3 separate regions of the Hordeum vulgare genome follow, and all the other regions are linked to region 1. A link is a contact called in public Hi-C data. All regions are on one chromosome and are shown on one strand. The core of a region is the stretch at or near the end of the contact, and the rest is flanking DNA. Distances in the headings are between cores, read along the strand shown.

Region 1 (3,282 bases), core at 363-2,862:
CATCCAATGCTACATGGTCAGTGAGACCGGACCATCCATCGTATCATATAATAGTCTAGTTGGTTGCGTGTCCACACACCCCTTTCGACTAGGGACCATTTCGGACAATCATCATACAATGCATAGTCTCACAAACAAATCGTGTACTTGTTAATATGCATCATTCATAATGTCCAAGGACTATCTTTATTCATAAACACATATAAAACATCATCATACATGATTGCCTCTAGGGCATATCTTCGACAGTAAGCTCATGGTGCTCATGGTGCCCAATTCCTGTATCACGTGGTGTAAAATTACATATGTTGATGTTTGTGTTTAAACGTGAAAACACAGTAGTGTTAGACACATATTACCTATTTTATATATACATTTGCTTGCCTAGTATTCGAGACACTTCTCCACTGAATATGTAACATGCAAATATATTTTTATGCTAACTTTTGCTATCTCGGTATTGACTTGGTGATTATTTAACCAATACAAATTCATTTCTCGTCGCATTGCTCTCATTGCATACACCACACTTGTTGTCCTTGATCACCCGACCATCCATACACATAGTAATCAAACCCACTGACATAGCAGTGAGATTGTTGTGTAAGTCATTTATGCGAACATGCCTTATAAAGGTAGCGTTCACATATCTAGTTCGACCACAGTGGTAAAGAAGCTAAACTTTCGCATGGAATGTGGAAGTACATCGAGCTTACATATCAAACCACACAAGGCAAGACACTTATCCATGACACACAATTCATGAATCACGTGGTGGCAGTTGAGCGAGGGAGCACGACAAAGAGTGGTGGCAATTGAGCTAGGGAGCATGACAAGGCATGGTGGCAATTGAGCTAGGGAGCTTGACAAGGGAGCTGAAAGAGTGGCAATGATGGTTAAGCTTGTTACTATGTTGGTGATAAAGTTGGAGACCTTGTGGCTGGTTTAGGTGAGACCTGGACATCTCACACATGGCGGTACATTCTGTTGTTATTGTGACCCCATGTGTTTATGTGTCTTTTGAAGAACGGTATATTTCTTTAGAAATCGAAGTTTAAACTCACTTCAAACTCGAGCTTTGGTCCAAACTATTTTCTGCATGCTTTTTCCGAAATGTACTATGTTTTTTGTTTAACTTTTGCGGTAATGCTTTGATATCGGATTTCTTTGTGGTTGAGTGCATCGATTTCACCCAAAAATATAATAACATTAGAAACATGATATACGCTTCTTCATAGACACATTTGCTTGCTTAGTTTTTCGGACATTTCATTCCATGAACACGTAACATGGAAATAATTGTTTTATGTTGAATTTGACCTGATGATTATTCAACCAATACATATATATTCGTCTCTCATTGCTACATGATAAGAAACAAACTTACAGTAAAAGCTTGTGAAGAAGTGGAAAATACGTTTCAAGAGTTTCGAAAAGATGTGTTCCATTTTCGCCAAAAGAAAGATGGGTTTCTTTTTTTTTTCGTTGCTGACTTTCAGCAATCAATCACTCTAGCTTTTTCAAACTGGCTTTAATTCCAAAGCATACGGCTGACCTAGACTTGGATTTGTTGCCTACATGGGCCCATGGGCTCAAAGCATGAGGCGTAGTACTCAATAGTTGGTGGAGTTGGCCCATGCGTACTCAATAGTCATCGTCGACACTGCCAGGGACCATAATCTCCATCGACTCCACTCTCGAGCAATGGCCAGCGAACTGCCGCCGGCGGCGGCGGGGACTACGCCAGCAGCGAAATGTCCGTCGATCTCATCCACGACCCACGCTACCGCCGGCGACGGAACCAGCACCACCATATCCTCCCTCGGCGAAAACCAGCTTCTCGAGATCTTCCTCCGCCTGCCCAACCTGCCGGCGCTCGTCCGCGCCGCGCTCACCTGCCGCTCGTTGCTCGGCGTTGTCCGCTCCTCCCGGACCTTCCGCCGCTTCCTTGCCATCCACTCCACTCTCGAGCAATGGCCAGAGAACTGCCGCCGCCGGACCTTCCGCCGCCTCTTCCTTGCCATCCACCAGGCGCCCCCTCCTTCGCCCCCCTGCACCGCTCGGATCCCGTGGTCACCGTCGCCCTCCGTCGCGGCGACTTCTTCCTCACCTCCCTCCCGCTGGACGACGGCTGGACTGTCACGGACTGCCGCGACGGTTACATCCTCCTGTGGAATACTTTCTGGGCCGTGGCCGCGGTGAACCCCATGATCTGGGCCGTGCACGTTGTCTCGTTCCCCGACGATGTCGCCGATGGGAGTCTCGGCGATTTCGCCTTCCTTGGTTTCCACCTGCTGACTTGCGAGGAGAATCCCCGGTCGTTACGCGTGGTCTGCGTCTGCGCCGACGTGTCTAGGGGATTGGGCTGTCCACCCCTGGGTGGAGATCGGCGGTGACGAGCACAGCCTAAGTACGGTGCTGGCACGCTGGTGGATGGTTCCGTTTACTGGCCTGTCTACGGCGGAGGACGCATGATCAGGATCAACACGGCCACCATGAACGTTTCCTCAGTGGAGTGGATCTACCCTCGCAGGCAATCGATTTCTCGCAATAAGATTTCATGCTTGGGGATACCAAGGATGGACAGCTCTGCATGGTCCACATAGTTTTAAATAGCCTGCTATAGCCTTTTTAGCAGGATGCCGTTAAATGGTATCATGTACAAATATATCGTTATAGCCCCGTTATACCTTCGCTATAGCTGATTTAGAGGATCGCCGCTATTTGCCGTAGCCCGTTATTTAAAACATTGATGGTCCATACATCTGATGAGTTCCTCCTTCACGTTTGGACCCGTAGTTTGGACCGTGATGGTATTGGGATTTGGGCACGGCAGAACATACTCTCTTTAAGCGCAGAAATTGATCGGGTCACTCGGGGCCTGCAGGACCAACTCAGAGTTGTGCAAGTTAGGTCTGGATGCGTCTATTTGTCCAAGATACTCATAACCCCTGCTGACACACAGGGCACCTAGTTCTTCTACCTTTCATTGGAGAACATGGAGATGGAGTTACTCATCCACGGGACAATCGATGACTGTGCCTTTCCGTATATTATGGCTTGGCCTCCTTGTTTGGATGGTAATGATGGGAGCGTTGCGCATGAAATTGAAGGTTCTCGTTGAAGTCTGCAGTCGTTTGCCTATGAGGAAATGAATTGAGATTTTTTTGGTATGAGTTACCACTGTTAATTACTCCCTCCGTTTCATAATATAAGTCTTTTTAAAGATTCCACTAGAGGACTACATACGGATGTATATAGACATAATTTAGAGTGTAGATT
Region 2 (3,282 bases), core at 455-2,954, 500 kb before region 1:
TACCAACCAGATGGAAAGGTTTGGATCTGATCAAAATGTTATTGCAGATTATTTTGCATTACTGAATACTAATTCATGCTCCTTGTAAATCAGAACTTTGTTGTTGGCACGACTGGAGGAGTTTGTCGCTTCTACGATCAATCAGGTACATAGAAGTCACCACTTATCCATGTGGTTTTTGTTAGTTTGGATGTCTCTAAATAATGGTATATTATAGTACTCTCAGCTGAGCAGTTCGTTTCTGTAGGTGAAGACATACAACTAGACAAAGAATTGTTCATGCAAGGGAAAAAGAAATCTACTGCCAGTCGGATCAAGAGTTTGCAGGTGTGATATCTGCCATGATATTCTCTACTTGTATTTTGGGAAGCAATTCTTATGCCGACTCACTAATTCGTGATTGCGACTTGGCAGTTATGTACAAGTGATTCCCCTAGATTCCTAGTTACATCAACAGATTCCAAGATTCGAGTTGCTGATGGTGTTGATATTGTCCAAAAGTTTAAAGGTATATTTTCACAGAAGTTCCCATCCTTTATTCCGTTAGAAAGTTGCCATTTTTCACAACATTTTAACGTTCCATGTCCTCAGTGATCCTAACACCACCCGTCCACCCCTTTGTACCTTAATGATGCAGGGCCTTGGAAGTCGAAGGCTCTTTCAACACCATCACTAACATCAGATGGCAGATATCTTATATCCACCGGCATGGACTCCAATGTCTACATATGGAATTTTGACAATCCAAGCAACACCTTACAGAAAGGCGAAGCCAAATCGGTTCGATCGTGCGAAATGTTCTTCTCCAAGGACGTGACAACCGCGGTGCCATGGCCGGGGGTGCATCGGGACAGGCATGTCAAGCCGTCCCGCCTGACCGAGAAATCTACCAGCATGCCGGCTTTACACCGTCATGGAGGAGAAAGCCGTTCCCCTGGGACATGGTTCTTCGCCGACGGCATGAGGGGGTCTGTGACGTGGCCAGAGGAGAAACTCACTTCCTCGGCGAAGCCCGTAAATGGCCCCCGGCTAGCCGACTGTCTGTCGGCGATATCGGCTGCCTGGAACATGGTGATAGTGACGGCGAGCCACGGGGGAGTGATCCGGTCCTTCCACAACTACGGCTTGCCTGTGACGTTGTGAGGTTGTATGTAAGCTTTGGCTAGTAGCTTCTCTTTACTGACGACCTTGAGTTGTTGTTTTTCCTTCTTCCTCCGGAAGGGTTGGGAGAGTGGTGGAAGAGAGGTTTGTTTGGTATAGCACAAAGAAAAGAGGGAATATTTGTACCACGGGGGCTCATAACTTCTGAAGAAGGAGATTAATCAGTGGAGATGCTTGCTATTGTCCGCAAGCTCTCTCTTTTTTTCCTTCTTCATGAAAAGGCATCAAAATTGTTACTCCGTTTTTTTGTTGTTAGTTACTGCTAGCATTTCTATCTGTTGTGACTATATAGGAGTATATACTTTCTTTGTACCATTAATAACTGTAGTTGGGGAGAATAGTTTAGTTCTCTACGAGGTAACTAACTTACATGGCCCTCTGTTGAAGCTGTTTTCAAAGATGGTGTGGTGTTGTTATACTCTTAGAAGACCTTTCAGTACAAGTCGTGATGTTTTTTTTGGCAGCATTTCAGTCCAGTTCATGTCAGTCAAGCTGGTGAGGTGACGTCTCCTACCAGTTGCTTCCAGACTTCCAGTCACGATCATGTGCTTGTTGTGATTCTCCTCGTGTGGCTATGCGCGTTGGGTACAGAAAGCGCTACTGGAATGAGCGACGTTCAGGTCCAACTTGGTGAGTTGGTGGCAGGAAAAGCTCCAACCTAACCCACAACGCAGGCGGAGCCGCACGTTTCGATCGGTTCGGCTCACTCGCATCCGTCACCTGCCTGCGCCCCATTTTACAGTTGCAAATATTGCACGTTCCTGATGACAACGTTCACGAGATGCATGTTGCTGCTAGGCTACACATGTACAGTACAGTACAACACAGGGGGCCAACAGTGAGGGTGTGTTCAATAGCGTGCATAAGGGTGCATAAGACTAAAAATTTCCTCTCCGATCTATTTTTAGGTGTTTGATAGGGTGGATGAACTCTCCTCGGCATAGCCCAACAGATGCAAAAAAGCCCCAGAACTATGCTGAAAGGAGCTCGCCCATACAGGCGAGCTTGGCTCAGCTACGCTCACATCGACCCCAGCAAAAATCCCTCCCCGACCCACTCTCCTCGCTCGGCCTCCCCTCATGCCCCCGAGCTCGTGACCTACCGCGCCGCCCCGCCGTCGCATCCCCGCCGCCAGGACGAGCCCGCCGTCTGGCCAAGAGGTAGACTCCTCCCCCTCCGCCCTCTCCCTCCCCGTTCCTTCACCTTCCCCCTCGCATCGCCCCGCCAGGACCAGCCCGCCGTCCCGCCATCGCGTTCCGGCCGCCAAGCCTACCCGTCGTCCCGCCGTCGCGTCTCCAGTAGCCACTCTGCCTCCTCCCCCTCCGCCCTCTTCCCCCCATCCTTCACCTCCCCTTCCGCCATCTTCCCTCTTTCCTTCACCTCCCCCCTCCTTGCTGCGTCGGACATGGCTGCCTCGACAGGGACATAACTCTTCCCCCTCCCCCCTCCCCCCCTCATATTTATTTTTGCTCATTGCTTGTGATGTTGGAATAAATCTGTTGTGTTAAGTTTCACTTTTTTGCATATTTTTCTGCTAAGATTGAACTTGTTTGTATTGTAATAGATGGATGAATTGGCAAGAAAACGAAGGCAACTAATGTGAGAGGAGCTGGTCTAGTGGCTGGGTTGTATGCTTACATGATAGTCTTGTTTAGAAGGGCTAAACAACAAACACCGCGGATAACCGTGGGCAGCATGCCCGATCGTGCCATAACTAGAGAGTCAAATTTGAGATATGTGGGAGAGGGGAGATGGGTTAAAAGTTCCCACAGGTAGTAAATTAGAGCGTGCTACCCAAATATATTAAATTTCTACCATAGCTAATAGTTACCATTTCATAGGAAAAAAAATTCCTTGTTGATGCGGGGTATGCTTTGAGGCCGGGTTTTCTTCCACCATACCGTGGCACGAGGTACCATTTGAAAGAGTATGGACGAGGAAACCATTCTCAAAATGCTAAATAGTTGTTCAAGTTAAGACACTCTTCTTTGAGGACAACGGTTGAAAGGGCTATCAACAACACTTGCCATGTTGAAACACACTCTGACTTGTACAAGGCTGTCATGGACCTTACTATGTTAGATCAAAATGAGCGCTTGGCCGTTTTAGATTACCTCACAG
Region 3 (3,282 bases), core at 211-2,710, 290 kb after region 1:
GTAATTATAACTATTTTTGTAATTCGAAATATTTTTTATAAAATATAGACTTTCTTTTAAATTCATGAACATGATTTGAAATAAGGTGACATTTCCATATTTTTAAAAACCCAAAGCATTCTTTGTATTATCAAAATATTTTCCAAATTCATGAATATCCTTGGAAATTCGAATACCTAAAAATTATTGATTTTTATAAATTCTTAACATTTTCAAAATTCAGATTATTTGCAAAAAATACTATTTTTTATGAATTCAAAAACATTTCTTTATAATTTTCTATTTTTCCAAATTAGTAAACATTTTTCGAAATTCATAACATTTAAAAATTAGTCAATATATTTTGGAGTCCAGACCTTTTATGAATTTCGTGAACATTTGTTATATTCGTAAAAAGGAACATTTTTTAAATTCCTGAACAGTCTAAGAAATCCGTAAACATTTTCATTTTGGTGAAGATGTTTTGAAATCATAAAACATTTTCCAACATTTTATCAAATCCAGGTATATTTTTAAATTCCTGAATAATTCTTGAAATACGGAAATGCGTTCCAAATTCATGAACATTTTTCAAAAAATGGAAACATGTTTCATATTTTTGGACCATTTTAGAAATCCAAGATCAGTTTTCGTTATTTGAAATAGAGACTAAAATACCAATAATTTTTCTAAACTTTTTCAATATTTTGAGAATTTCATGAGCAACTTTTGAATTTCAAAATTATTAAATAACACATAAGAACTCAAAACACAAAAGGCAAAATGAAAAAAAAAATAATGAATCAAAAAACAAGACCCAACAAGACCTATGGTGCGAGCGGTTTTAGGAGCATTTTGTGCTACAGTCGGGACTGGTTTAAGGAAACTTCCATAATTTTTTGGTTTTTCCATGTTATTAGAGAGGTGCTCTTATGTAAATTCTCTTTTTATATTTCCAAATACATTTCAACTATTTTGAATACATGTTGAGCTCTTTTTATATACATGAGTTGAACATTGTTTTTCATACATGTTGAACATTTCTTTAATACATCTTGAACAATTGCCAAATGCACATTGAACATATTTTGAATACACAGTGAACACTTTCTGACACATAACCTTTTATAATACATGGTGAACTTTTTTAATACACATTCAATATATAATATAAATTCATGAACATTTGAAAAAAATGTATGGAAATTTGTTATTTTTACACCATTTTTTTTAATCTCGTGACCATTTTTTGAATTGTATAAAAGTTTTTAGAAATACTATGTGAACATTGTTTTAAATGTCACAAGCATATTTTAAAAGCGTGTGAACATTTATTAACATTACAAACATTTTTTCTTAAATTATACGCACATATTTTCTACACTATATGAAAAATAAAACCTGAAACGAACCAACATGTGTCTTGCCAGCTACTGGATCAGCCTACTACTATGGAGGCTGGTTGTGGGGACGGCTCTTCGTGAGGGGAGCTCCTATTCAACGCTGCAGGCGCCATTAGAAGAAGTGGCGTCTACAACGACATAGGTCCAAGGTTATTAAAAACTAAAATGAAAAATGGCAAAAGGTAAAAAACGGGAATTTGGAAAATTTTAAAGTTTTAGAAAAACATTAAAAAAATTCCAAAAATTAATCAAACTTCAGTCACGACTTTAAAAAAAAGTTCATCAAAGAGAAGTTCAAAAAATTTCAAAAAAGTTCATCCACACTTGAATAAAGTTCAAAGAGTTTGAATTTTTTAAAGACTTTCAAGAAAGTTCATCAGAATTTTATGAAAAATATAGAATTGATAAAATAGTTAATCAAATTTGAAAATGGGTCATTGATATTAAAAAATCATTCATTTGAAAAATGTTCATCGAAATTGAAAACAATCGTGCACTTTCGTAAAAGGAAAAATAAATAAAAAGTAAAAGGAAAGAGAGTAAATAAAAGAAATAGATAAAGAAAAATAAAAGTTATTTGGAAAAGGATAAAATAGAAAATACGGATGTCATCTCCATGAGTGCTCGACGTTTCGTAGTGGTTTTATCTCGTCCGGCGTAACCCAACTTGTCAAGAGTTCGAACCCTGGTACAGAGCGCATCCCCACTTCCGGCTTGGGCCTTCCCAATTTAGATTCCTTTCTCCTAAAAATTTCAATAAAAGGTGCTACGCTAGAGATCGAAGCCGCGACCTGACGCTTCGCAGTAATCGGACTAACCACTAGGGGGCGCAATACATGTGACAGAGTACTTCATTTTCGCCATTTTATTCTCCTCTTCCTGGTTTTTTGATTCGCGGTCGTTTTGGGAGTTTTATTCGGGTTTTCTTGTATTTTATTTTTTACTGAAATGCGCGGATTTTTCTAAAAAAATCTTGAATTTGTTTTTCAGTTTTATGAACTTTTTAAAAAAATGTCAAGTTTTTCTCGAAATTCAATGAAATTATAAATAAAAATTGATGAACTTTCTTTCAAATTCGATTAAAAAAAATCAAAATCGATGAAATTTTTTCAAGTTTGATGATTTTCTTAAAAAAAATAGATGAACTCTTTTCACATTCAATGATTTTTTTTTAAATTCGATCAACTTTTTTCAAATTTGATGAATTTTTTTTAAATCGGATGAATTCTTTTCAAATTTGGTGAACTTCTTTAAACTTTTATGAACTATTTTTGGAAATTAATTAAATTTTCTTAAATTTAACGAACATTTTTCAAAATCATTGAACTTTTTATCAAAATTCATGAAACTTTTGTTGGGGCACGTTGCATGGAAAAAAATCGTACAAACATGCAAGAAATATCTAAGGAGATCAACAAGCTACGATAAGGAGAGTAGATCCACATAACCTAATAGATCGGTAAGTGAGAAGCGTTAATAAACACGTTTGATGTAGCCGAACGTCTTCGTGATTCAATCACAATCCAATCACGATCCGTCCGATCTAGCGCCGAACGGATAGCACCTCCGCGTTTAACACACGTACAGCCCAATGACGTCTTCGCCTTCTTGATCCAGCAAGAAAACACATAGAGGTAGAAGAGTACTCCGACAGCACGACGGCGTGGCGGCGGTAATGGTGGAGCTGTCCGAGCAGGGCTTCGCCAAGCACTACCAAAACCGATCTAGTGGACAAAAACTAATCTAGAGGCAAAGAGCATTGCGCCGTGGCCTTTCAGGTGGTACTGCCCTCTCTCCCCTCCACTATATATAGGGGGAGGGAGGAGGTGTTGCGCCCTAGGATTCCCCTCCTAGGTGGGCCAGTGGCAAAGGAGGAGAGGGGCAGTGGCCCAAGGGGTGC

What was found. A called contact is a pair of places that touch in the nucleus more often than the background predicts.
Region 2: a contact with region 1 is called in a Hi-C map of seedling, with 5 times the contacts expected there. The contact joins two enhancer-like sites. A contact is called at or near these places in 4 of 6 Hi-C or Micro-C datasets (leaf and seedling) and 1 of 1 datasets of contacts at active chromatin or transcription factors (embryo).
Region 3: a Hi-C map of seedling shows a contact between it and region 1, with 3 times the contacts expected there. The contact joins two enhancer-like sites. A contact is called at or near these places in 3 of 6 Hi-C or Micro-C datasets (leaf and seedling).

Annotation. Positions count from the first base shown.
Region 1 is chr2H:470,170,666-470,173,947 of MorexV3_pseudomolecules_assembly, reverse strand. It overlaps the pseudogene LOC123430269. Among protein-coding and RNA genes, the nearest start is that of LOC123430268, 120 kb to the right of the region's middle. Within about 2 kb of position 1,612, at least 2 of the 3 cell types and tissues checked have open chromatin away from gene starts, as enhancers often do. A contact at or near this core is called in seedling, where this site is marked.
Region 2 is chr2H:470,673,948-470,677,229 of MorexV3_pseudomolecules_assembly, reverse strand. LOC123426697 reads left to right here. Exons shown (of 8, transcript XM_045110568.1): 4 at 1-18; 5 at 94-145; 6 at 248-327; 7 at 415-508; 8 at 638-1,526. The coding sequence ends at 1,143. Among protein-coding and RNA genes, the nearest start is that of LOC123426697, 9.1 kb to the left of the region's middle. Within about 2 kb of position 1,704, at least 3 of the 3 cell types and tissues checked have open chromatin away from gene starts, as enhancers often do. A contact at or near this core is called in seedling, where this site is marked.
Region 3 is chr2H:469,878,154-469,881,435 of MorexV3_pseudomolecules_assembly, reverse strand. No RefSeq gene overlaps it. Among protein-coding and RNA genes, the nearest start is that of LOC123430267, 97 kb to the right of the region's middle. Within about 2 kb of position 1,460, at least 3 of the 3 cell types and tissues checked have open chromatin away from gene starts, as enhancers often do. A contact at or near this core is called in seedling, where this site is marked.